Linked DNA regions of Mus musculus: region 2 is linked to region 1. Evidence: chromatin contacts called from public ChIA-PET data. All regions are on one chromosome and are shown on one strand. Each heading gives the region's core, a stretch centred on a gene start, on an enhancer-like site or on the middle of the called end of the contact. The rest is flanking DNA. Distances are from core to core; before and after follow the strand shown. Region 1 overlaps Gnptab (N-acetylglucosamine-1-phosphate transferase, alpha and beta subunits). Region 2 overlaps Mybpc1 (myosin binding protein C, slow-type).

Region 1 (4,391 bases), core at 1,058-3,557:
TTCCACACAGCAACTAACCCGTAAGTTGCAATGGCTGGTCTTGAGTTTAGTGTCAGAGTATAAACTATTGTCTGAAATTGTTCTATAAAAAGATGCTCCTCCCCATGTCCCTGTGAGCAGAACTTTTCTCCATAAATCTTTCCCTTTTGGTTGGCTAACCAAAGCATCATATTTAAACAGATTGAAAGTGGATGCTAGCTAGCTTGCTTCTGTTAAAACGGAACAGAAAATTTCAGGAATCTCAGAAATGCCTCTCTCTAAATTTTGATGATATTTCCTAGAAAATATATTTTTCTGGGTTTCACAGATGGATCCATTAATAAAGTGCTTGCAAGTAATAATAAAAAAAAAAGACAATGATAGTTTCATTGTTTGGTCCCAAGGCTCAAACGTTTGTGCTGGCAAAGCAGTCATTTTAAACCCCACCCCCACCCCCAAGAAAATTGTGGTTTTCATGACAAAAGTTACAAACATTAACATGTAGGGAAGCTCATAGCTTTAAGCTGTCTTGTTACATTGCAAATATGGAAAACATGAATACCTACAGCAAAGCTCTTGTGGGTCTTGATGGTTCTCTGTGTTGAGGCCAGCAGACCCACGTAAGGCTGAGAAACACCCCCTAACTACAGTGGGTGTTAAATTTTGCACGCTAGGAAAGTGTGAGCAAAGGTAGGGTTTTTTCCCCTCACCCCAGAGCTTGAGTCTTCGAGTGTCTCTGAGAATTGCATCTCTAACCAGTTTCCTGGTGGTCCTGAGGCTGCAGGCCTGGTGACCAGTGCTTTAGGAAAGGATTAGTCACTTCCCTGTCACATCACTTCCGTGTTTCTCCATCTTGATTCTCCCACCCGACTCCCACCCCTGCTAAAAGTTCCAAAGTGATCCTCCCCAACTCACACATTTATGGAGCACCTACTGCGTACCCCAGTGTGTGCTGCTAGGAAATACGGATTTTTTAATTCAGTAAGTTTTTTGTTGTTGTTGTTTGTTTTGTTTTTTTTGAGACAGGGTTTCTCTGAGTAGCCCTGGCTGTCCTGGAACATACTCTATAGACCAGGCTGGCCTCGAACTCAGAAATCCGCCTGCCTCTGCCTCCCAAGTGCTGGGATTAAAGGCATGCGCCACCATACCCCAGCATACTCTTGTTTTCTATCTGAAGAATTTTTTCATTTTGTTTGAGACAGGATCTCATTGTGTAGCCTGGAACTTGCTGTGTAGACCAAGCCAGCCTCAAACTCACACATCTGCCTGCCTGAGCTCCTGAGTGTTCGCTCGGATTGAAGATATGCATCTACACTCAGCTCACTAAAGATTTATATTAAAACTATTGGTCTCAATATGTAGCCCAGTCTGGCTTCACGCTTAGAGTCCTGCCTCAGACTCCCAAAGGCTGGGGTTGCAGGCTAAAATTCGGTGAATAATGTTTCTTCCATTTTTAGGTTGCACTACGTACAGTTTATACTGTTTATTGAAAGCTTCCATTTTTTAAAAGTTATTTATTTTATGTTTGTGTGTACACTGTAGCTGCACAGATGGTTGTGAGCCTTCATGTGGTTGTTGGGAATTGTTGAGAATTTTTAGGAAGGACCTCTGCTCGCTCTGGTCAGCTTCACTCTGGCCCAAACATTTAATTATTATACATAAGTACCCTGACACTGACTTCAGACACACCAGAAGAGGGCGTCAGATCTCATTTCGGGTGGTTGTGAGCCACCATGTGGTTGCTAGGATCTGAACTAGGACCTTTGGAAGAGCAGTCAGTGCTCTTACCTGCTGTGATTCATCTTGCCGCCCAAAAGCTTCCATTCCTTTGCTAGATTTGTTTGTTTGTTTGTTTTGTTGTTGTTTTGTTTTGTTTTGTGAGACAGGGTTTTTCTGTGTAGCCCTGGCTGCCTTGGAACTTGATCTAGAGATCTGCCTGCCTCTGTCTCCCAAGTTCTGGGGCCAAAGGCTTGTACTGCCACCACCCACCCCGCTACTGTACAGTTCTTATTAGTGTCATTTGCTCTGGAATGAGAAGGAAATCCCAGTCTGTGTGTTCACTTGTTGCTAATACGTAAATCATCCATTGCTCCTGGTTTCAAGGCAGACATTCCTTCTGGGCTCTTTCATCACGTGTAACGCATGGCTATTAAACCGTGTGAAGCTCTTTTCTACTGCAGGTCTGAGGGTGCAAAGTGACTTTGTTACTTTGATGTAGTGATTTGAAGACAATTGTATCACGTATTTGGCAGGGTCCCTTTCATTCTGAGTCACCGGCTTCCTCCTCAACTGGAAACCAGTATGGTCTAGTGGTTATAACTAAAGGCTCAGACTCATCTCTGCCAAGCTTGCTACAAAAACAACTGACTCGGCTGGGAGCCAGTCATGCGGTCTCTGTCAGGTTTTTAAATTTAACCTGTGAGTTAAACATGTGATAACCGGCTCATTAGCAGAGCCAGCGTATGAATGACTTAGGAACTTGAGTTGTTTTCCTCAGCTGAACATTTACCTATATGTCCTGATTCTAATAAAAAAAAAAATATATTAAGAGTGAGTCATTACTTTACCAGGAAAACTTCAGCATAGGTATCCTTCCTTCCTTCCTTCCTTTTCCTTCCTTCCTTTCCATCTTTCCACTGAAAAGTGTATTGAATCAAGCAAGGTTTTGGTGGGGGAGTTGTTTTTGTTTTGTTTGTTTGTTTGTTAACATTTTCAGTGTCTAAATGCTTGACACACAAACCTAATGAATGGTATGAGAACTGACACCTCGAGGTTGTTCTCTGCCCACCACACGAGTGTGTGCTCTCTCTGCCGCATAGAAACATGCACCCACACAAACACAACACACACCATAATAAAGACCATTTGGGAGCATGTGAGTTGGAGTGTCCTTGAATGCGTTGTGTGTGGGTATACCGAGTGAGATAGACATTAGTGGGAAACACACATATATGCTGAAGGAATAATAGGTACCGGGGCTAAAGAGATAGCTAGTGGTTAGAGGCACCGATCGCGCCTCCAGAAGACCGGGGTTTGATTTCCAGCACCTAAATGGCAGCAATCAGTTGTCTGTGACTTTGCTTCCAGGGGATCCATTTCCTCTTTCTGGCTTCTGCAGGCACCAGGCACATAGAGGATACACCGATATGCATACAGGCAAAACACCCAAAACATTAATAATGATAATAATAAAATTATAACGAGATTATCGTTATTTATCTAACTGGTACATATTAACCCACTCATGAGGCACTATTCCAGACCTCAGGCAAATAATGGTGACTGAGAGGAATCCGTTACTCTTACATAGAGGACAGGAGGTGCAGTGGGGGGAGTTGGAACACAGCTACATAGAGGTCAGCTGATCTCAAAGTGCGGCCACCGAGATCGGTGGCAGCAGCAGCATTAGCCCGGAACTTCTTCCAAAAGAGCACTCATTCTGAGGCCACCTTGGACCCCCTGCAGTTAGAAGCTGACAGAGAGCAGCAGCCTGTTTCTAAGTAATCTGTGTGCCACCGGCTACTGTGTGAGGCCCACCAAGGAGTGTGCAGGAAACACCTAGGGGATGTTTCTGAATATGGTTGCAGTGGGGAGAGAAACCCTGGAAGTGTAGGAGAGAAAATAAGTGACTAGGAAGGCAGGCTGCAGATGCCTAGTTCCACTTCTGCCCCAGGTGCTGGCTATCTCATGGAAGATACACGTGCCCATGGTGGAGGTGGAGGTGGAGGTATTAAGTATACTAAGAATCCCTCCGAGCATAAAGTGCTGCAGAAGATGCATATTGTGAGTGAATTCTCTTCCAAGAGAACGGTGCTGAAGAGGGCGTGGCTGGAGGAGGGAGGTGTGGTTAAAGAAGTATTGACAGCAGTATGAGCAGCATCTTGCGAGTTCCTAGCCATACTCAGTGAGAGTGAGCACCCAGGATGTCCTGAGAACAACCTCTAGCCCTAACGCTAACCCTGATTGTGAAGCCTCGGCTGCTGGGGTCACACTCGACTACGGCACACATGTGTCTTCATTTTCCTGACAAAGCATCGGGACCCATTACCTCTCTGGTCTCCATTTCTAGTCAGGTTTACCCGATTGCTTGGTCTTCCCTAGTTTCTTGGATAAGCGACATAGGCGTGTGTCTCAGGGCACATGAAAATACCTTTTTCCTGGTATGTTTCTTCCTCCAGCTTCCACACTGGCTCATTCCCAGGTTTTACACTGTGTTCTACAATGCCGTGGTCTCAGCTCTGTGCTGAAGTTGCCTAGATCTCGTGCATACTGAGAAAACACTCTACCAGTGGGCTCCATTCCTATCCCGGACTATTTCCCAGTAAAGCAATCTCTAATATCTCTATCTAAAAATAGTCCTTACGTAGACTTTCTATATTTTCCCTGTGACGTTTTACCTCTCAGACTTCATA
Region 2 (4,391 bases), core at 1,208-3,707, 130 kb after region 1:
GGGTCTTGTCCCAGTGGTTTGGAATGATGTACCTATTTTGGTACCAAGGTGATGAATTGGGACAAGGAATCTAGAATGGCTGCCCTTTGGAAACCCCTACCCCTTCCATCCCTATCAGAACTATAAAGCAGGTTTGGCATCTTGACAGCCAAGAGGGCATGTGGATGCTAAAAATTACCTGCAACTTTGAAAAAAAAGATACATCTTTCAACAAACGGTCTGTTTGCTAGTCACTGTGCTAGTTTCCCAGTGAAGACTCAGTGGATGGGAAAGTGAAACAGAGGTGAGCAACAATCCGGAAGAACAAAGGACAGATAAAAGAGAAAACAAGATGGGAGGGGAAGAAAAATAGCCCATCTCCTCAGGCCTGAGCTAAGCTAACTCAGGAGAACAGAAAGAAGGATGCCTGAGGGTGGGGGAGGGGATATGGAAGCTGTTTACTAATGCATGAGGTGTATTTTAAGAAGAGGATGAACTGAAATGAAGGAAAAAAATAGGAATGAAATGCTTCAGGCATTAAAAATAAAATAGAAAAGACAGAATGATAATTTAAAAAATGCACACAACCTTATATAGAAGACTTCTTTTTTTTAGAATAAACCTGACATATCCAAAAGCATTAAACACTTGAGAAAATTAGTTCTGGAGAATAGCAGCCATTAAAAGAGAATGAAGAATCAGGCAGCCACATTGAGAAAACAAGGAAAGACAAGGAGAAAGATACGCGTTATGAAAGAGTTTCCATAGAAAGCTAACTCCGACATGTTATGTGGCAAATATATACATAATGACCGTGTACATATACATATGTATATCCTCGTATACATATATATCTACACAGACCACACACAGATGACGTAAAATACAGTTCGTTGTATTTTATCTAAGGTGGGTAACATCAAAATGACAGCCATCTATCATTTTGCTGTATCTTCTTACGTTTTAAACCTATCAGAAAGAAAAGAGTAAAGAATTTGCTCTGTTTCATTCACATACAGAAGGCTGTTGTTCAGAGGCCTCATGACATAAGGTTAAGAGATCCTGCTGGCTGGGCTGTCTGAAAAGCAGAATGCATCGCCCAGGATCACCCAGGACAGCGGGATGCAAATAAGCCATACTCAGAAAGGCTGGAGGATTTTCTTGTTGAATAAGTCACAACACCCACTTCCCTGGCTGTGTTAACACTGGGCCTTTTGCTTTGCTTTTATCATCCCCCCCCCCCCCCCCCCACTTCCCATGCTGGTTTTGGATCAAGGGCCTTCGGAAGCTTGGAGAGAGCATATCGAAGCATATCGAAGTAAAGAGACCCGGAGGCACAGGGTGCTTCATCCCTATCTGCACTTCTTCCTGAGTGGCAGCTGTCACTTCTGCCAGGGCCACGGTGCACACTGGGATTTCAACAGTTCCTCTTCATAAGTTTCTTGTCCATAGTGATTGTCCTCCGGGGACATCCATCAGTGTTTACATTCTTGATTCCCAAATGTATTGTTTCTTTGCTTCACGGGGAACTTCAGTGTGAAAGTTTGGGTTACAAAGAATGGTTTTAGAGGTTGATTCTTGGTCTTTGTTTTGTGGGACCTCAGTAAGCTTCTTTGGGGAGCTGTTGGCCTACTGTCAACCAGAGAGGACTAAGTCTAGAGCCAGGCTGTTTGTCTTATACCCCTATTGTCCTCCCTTCCTTCCTTCCTTCCTTCCTTCCTTCCTTCCTTCCTTCCTTCCTTCCTTCCTTCCTTCCTTCCTTTTTACTTCCCTTTTCCTCTCTTTTCTTTTCTTTTGTTCCCCTCTATTTAGGCTAGAACCCGGAGCCTACCACACTTTAGCAAATGCTCTACAAATCAGCTATACCCATAATTCTTTTTCAAATGTCATTTTCTTTTTTCTTTTCTTTTTTTTTTTTTTTAAGATTTATTTATTATATGTAAGTACACTGTAGCTGCCCTCAGACACTCCAGAAGAGGGAGTCAGATCTCGTTATGGATGGTTGTGAGCCACCATGTGGTTGCTGGGATTTGAACTCCTGACCTTCGGAAGAGCAGTCGGGTGCTCTTACCCACTGAGCCATCTCACCAGCCCTCAAATGTCATTTTCTTATGGTCATGGTAAGCAGGAAATAAAAACACTAGGCAATGAGTGAATGTCACACCTTTTTGGTTTTGGTTTCCTGTGACATTTTCTTTTTCTCTCTTTTAGTTTAATCGGGGGATGGGGTGGGGTGTTCTTTGGGCTCTTTTCTTTTTCCTCCAAAATTTAATTTTCATTTTCTCAAGCCTTAAGATAAGTTACTGCCACATGCTGAACGCATCACTCTCTCTGGGATTTAATCATATTTCCTTAAAAGTAAGAGCTTGTTTTTATTATTCCTCTCTTTAAGAAGGAAGGAGATGCTTGTTGGTTGGCTAAATACACAGTTTCTCCCCCTGTGCTTGCCCATAAATAGACTTCCACTGCTCAGTGGCATGCTGGAGCTGCACCCAATCTAGAAATGGATGTCCCCGAAATTTTGCCAAAGGACCGTTGTCCTATGCCAGCACAGTGGTGATGACTGGCTTTACAGCCTAATTAAGAATTTTTTTTTTTTCTGTTTTAGCATCTACATTTGTAGCGTTGAATACTAGAGGAAATTTATATTCACCTACATCTTAGAAAGATGACCTTTGGCTTGGTGTCATTTTCCACAAGAAAGCGATGATTTCCCAAGTAAGACAAAAGAAAGGGAGGCATATCTCACCTAGCGCTGACGGTATTCACTGTAACATCTAGGTGTACTTACTTCCTTCAAAGCAATACTCTAGCACATAGCCATCTAAACCTGCTGCGCCAATCTGATCTGGGGGCCTCCACTTCATCGTCACAGACGAGTCAGTCACGGAGTCGACAGCCAGAAGAGTAGGAGGGCTGGTCACAGCTAAAAAGATGGAAGTCAGAAGATGCAGCCATGAGTATGGAGTCACGACAGGCCACCTGTGATAAGACAACTGGGACACCCCTAATAAGACCTGTGGAAGCTCTGGGTCTTACCAGTACCCATTGAGAATGCCCGGAGCCTGGCCACGTGTAAGCCAAATGTTTGATTGACAAGAGTCTTGGAAAGACTGCCACACTCTTTCTCCAGTTTGAAATGTTTGTATGAGAGGCTGGGCAGCCAAGGAGACTTAGAAAAATTAATTTCGGGGATCTAATGATCTAGAGTAAAACTCCCATAGGCCTATAATTTTAAATATTTATCATTTCAAATTATGTGTATATATGTGGGAGGGGTTATGGACACATACATGCAGGTGTCTGGCATTCAAAAGAATTGTCAGATCCCCCAGAGCTAGAGTTACAGACAACTGTGAGCTTGTCCCACGTGGATGCTGGGTCAGACTCAGGTTCTCGGCAAGAGCAACACCTGCTCTTAATCACTGAGCCGTTTTCCCAGCCCTTAGACTTGGACTTTTAAAGCACACTCTTGTACTGAATTTCCCATTTCTTTCTTTTTTCTTTTTTCGGGGGGTGGGGTGATAGGTGAAGCCAGGGGTTTCTCTGTATAACAGCTCTGGCTGTCCTGAAACTCACTTTGTAGACCAGGCTGGCCTTGAACTCTCAGAGACCCATATACCTCAATCTCCTAAATGCTGGAATTAAAGGTATGCACCACTATGCCCAGATGAATTTCCCATTTCTTAAGAAACACTTTAATACAGTAAAATAGTGGAGGCAGCTTATCTTTCATTTGACTTCCTTGAACATTTTGTGGATGCTTCCTAGATAAACTTAAGATACAGTCATAAACTAAGTAAGATGCAGTTATAAAGCAAAGGGCTTCATTATCAAAAGTAGCTTAGTCTATGATACTTTAGGAAGGAGAATGGACAGCAGTCACATGGCCTCAGCTTCATGTTTAGAGTCAGGAGTGGCAATGGGAACCACCCACAGCTGCCACTGGAGTTCTGGAAATGAATTCCAGGGCCTACATTCTGAAGATGGTCAACTTCTCCAAAGTCAGTTTGCAGTTCCTACGATATTGCCCTTAACCGTGTCTGGTTTCTCATCCCCCACCCTACCACTCTAAGAAGCTCCAGGTCCAGCCCAGCTTAGAAGTCAGAGGGAAAGCTGCAACCATTTGGGGTAGCGATGTCTCCAGCAGAGGCATTTCTCTGGACTCACCCAAAGGAACAAAGGGCTTGGAGGGCATACTGGGCTTGGAGATGCCAATGGCGTTGACCGCAAAGATTCGGACCTCGTAGGCCACGCCTTCAATCATCTTCTTGGGCTCAAAAGTTGTCTCTTTGCAGAGATCGAAATTCAGTCTCATCCACCTGGAGCTTTGTTTCTTTTTCCTCTCAATAAAGTATCCTATAGGTGAAAAGAAGAGAGACTTGGGTTCCTTGTTTCTCTTTATCTTGTCT

The links. ChIA-PET counts read pairs in DNA pulled down with a chosen protein or histone mark.
Region 2: an RNA polymerase II ChIA-PET map of effector CD8 T cells shows a contact between it and region 1, with 7 read pairs. The contact joins two enhancer-like sites. A contact is called at or near these places in 1 of 115 datasets of contacts at active chromatin or transcription factors (effector CD8 T cells) and 3 of 9 other capture datasets (adipose tissue, liver and pancreatic islet).

What each region holds. Positions count from the first base shown.
Region 1 is chr10:88,403,689-88,408,079 of GRCm38.p6, forward strand. All of the region lies in intron 2 of Gnptab (N-acetylglucosamine-1-phosphate transferase, alpha and beta subunits), which reads left to right. Among named protein-coding and RNA genes, the nearest start is that of Gnptab, 27 kb to the left of the region's middle. Within about 2 kb of position 2,308, at least 52 of the 459 cell types and tissues checked have an H3K27ac peak or open chromatin away from gene starts, as enhancers often do. A contact at or near this core is called in effector CD8 T cells, where this site is marked.
Region 2 is chr10:88,538,179-88,542,569 of GRCm38.p6, forward strand. Mybpc1 (myosin binding protein C, slow-type) reads right to left here. Exons shown (of 29, transcript NM_175418.5): 19 at 4,150-4,338; 20 at 2,771-2,905. Among named protein-coding and RNA genes, the nearest start is that of Chpt1, 36 kb to the left of the region's middle. Within about 2 kb of position 2,458, at least 10 of the 459 cell types and tissues checked have an H3K27ac peak or open chromatin away from gene starts, as enhancers often do. A contact at or near this core is called in effector CD8 T cells, where this site is marked.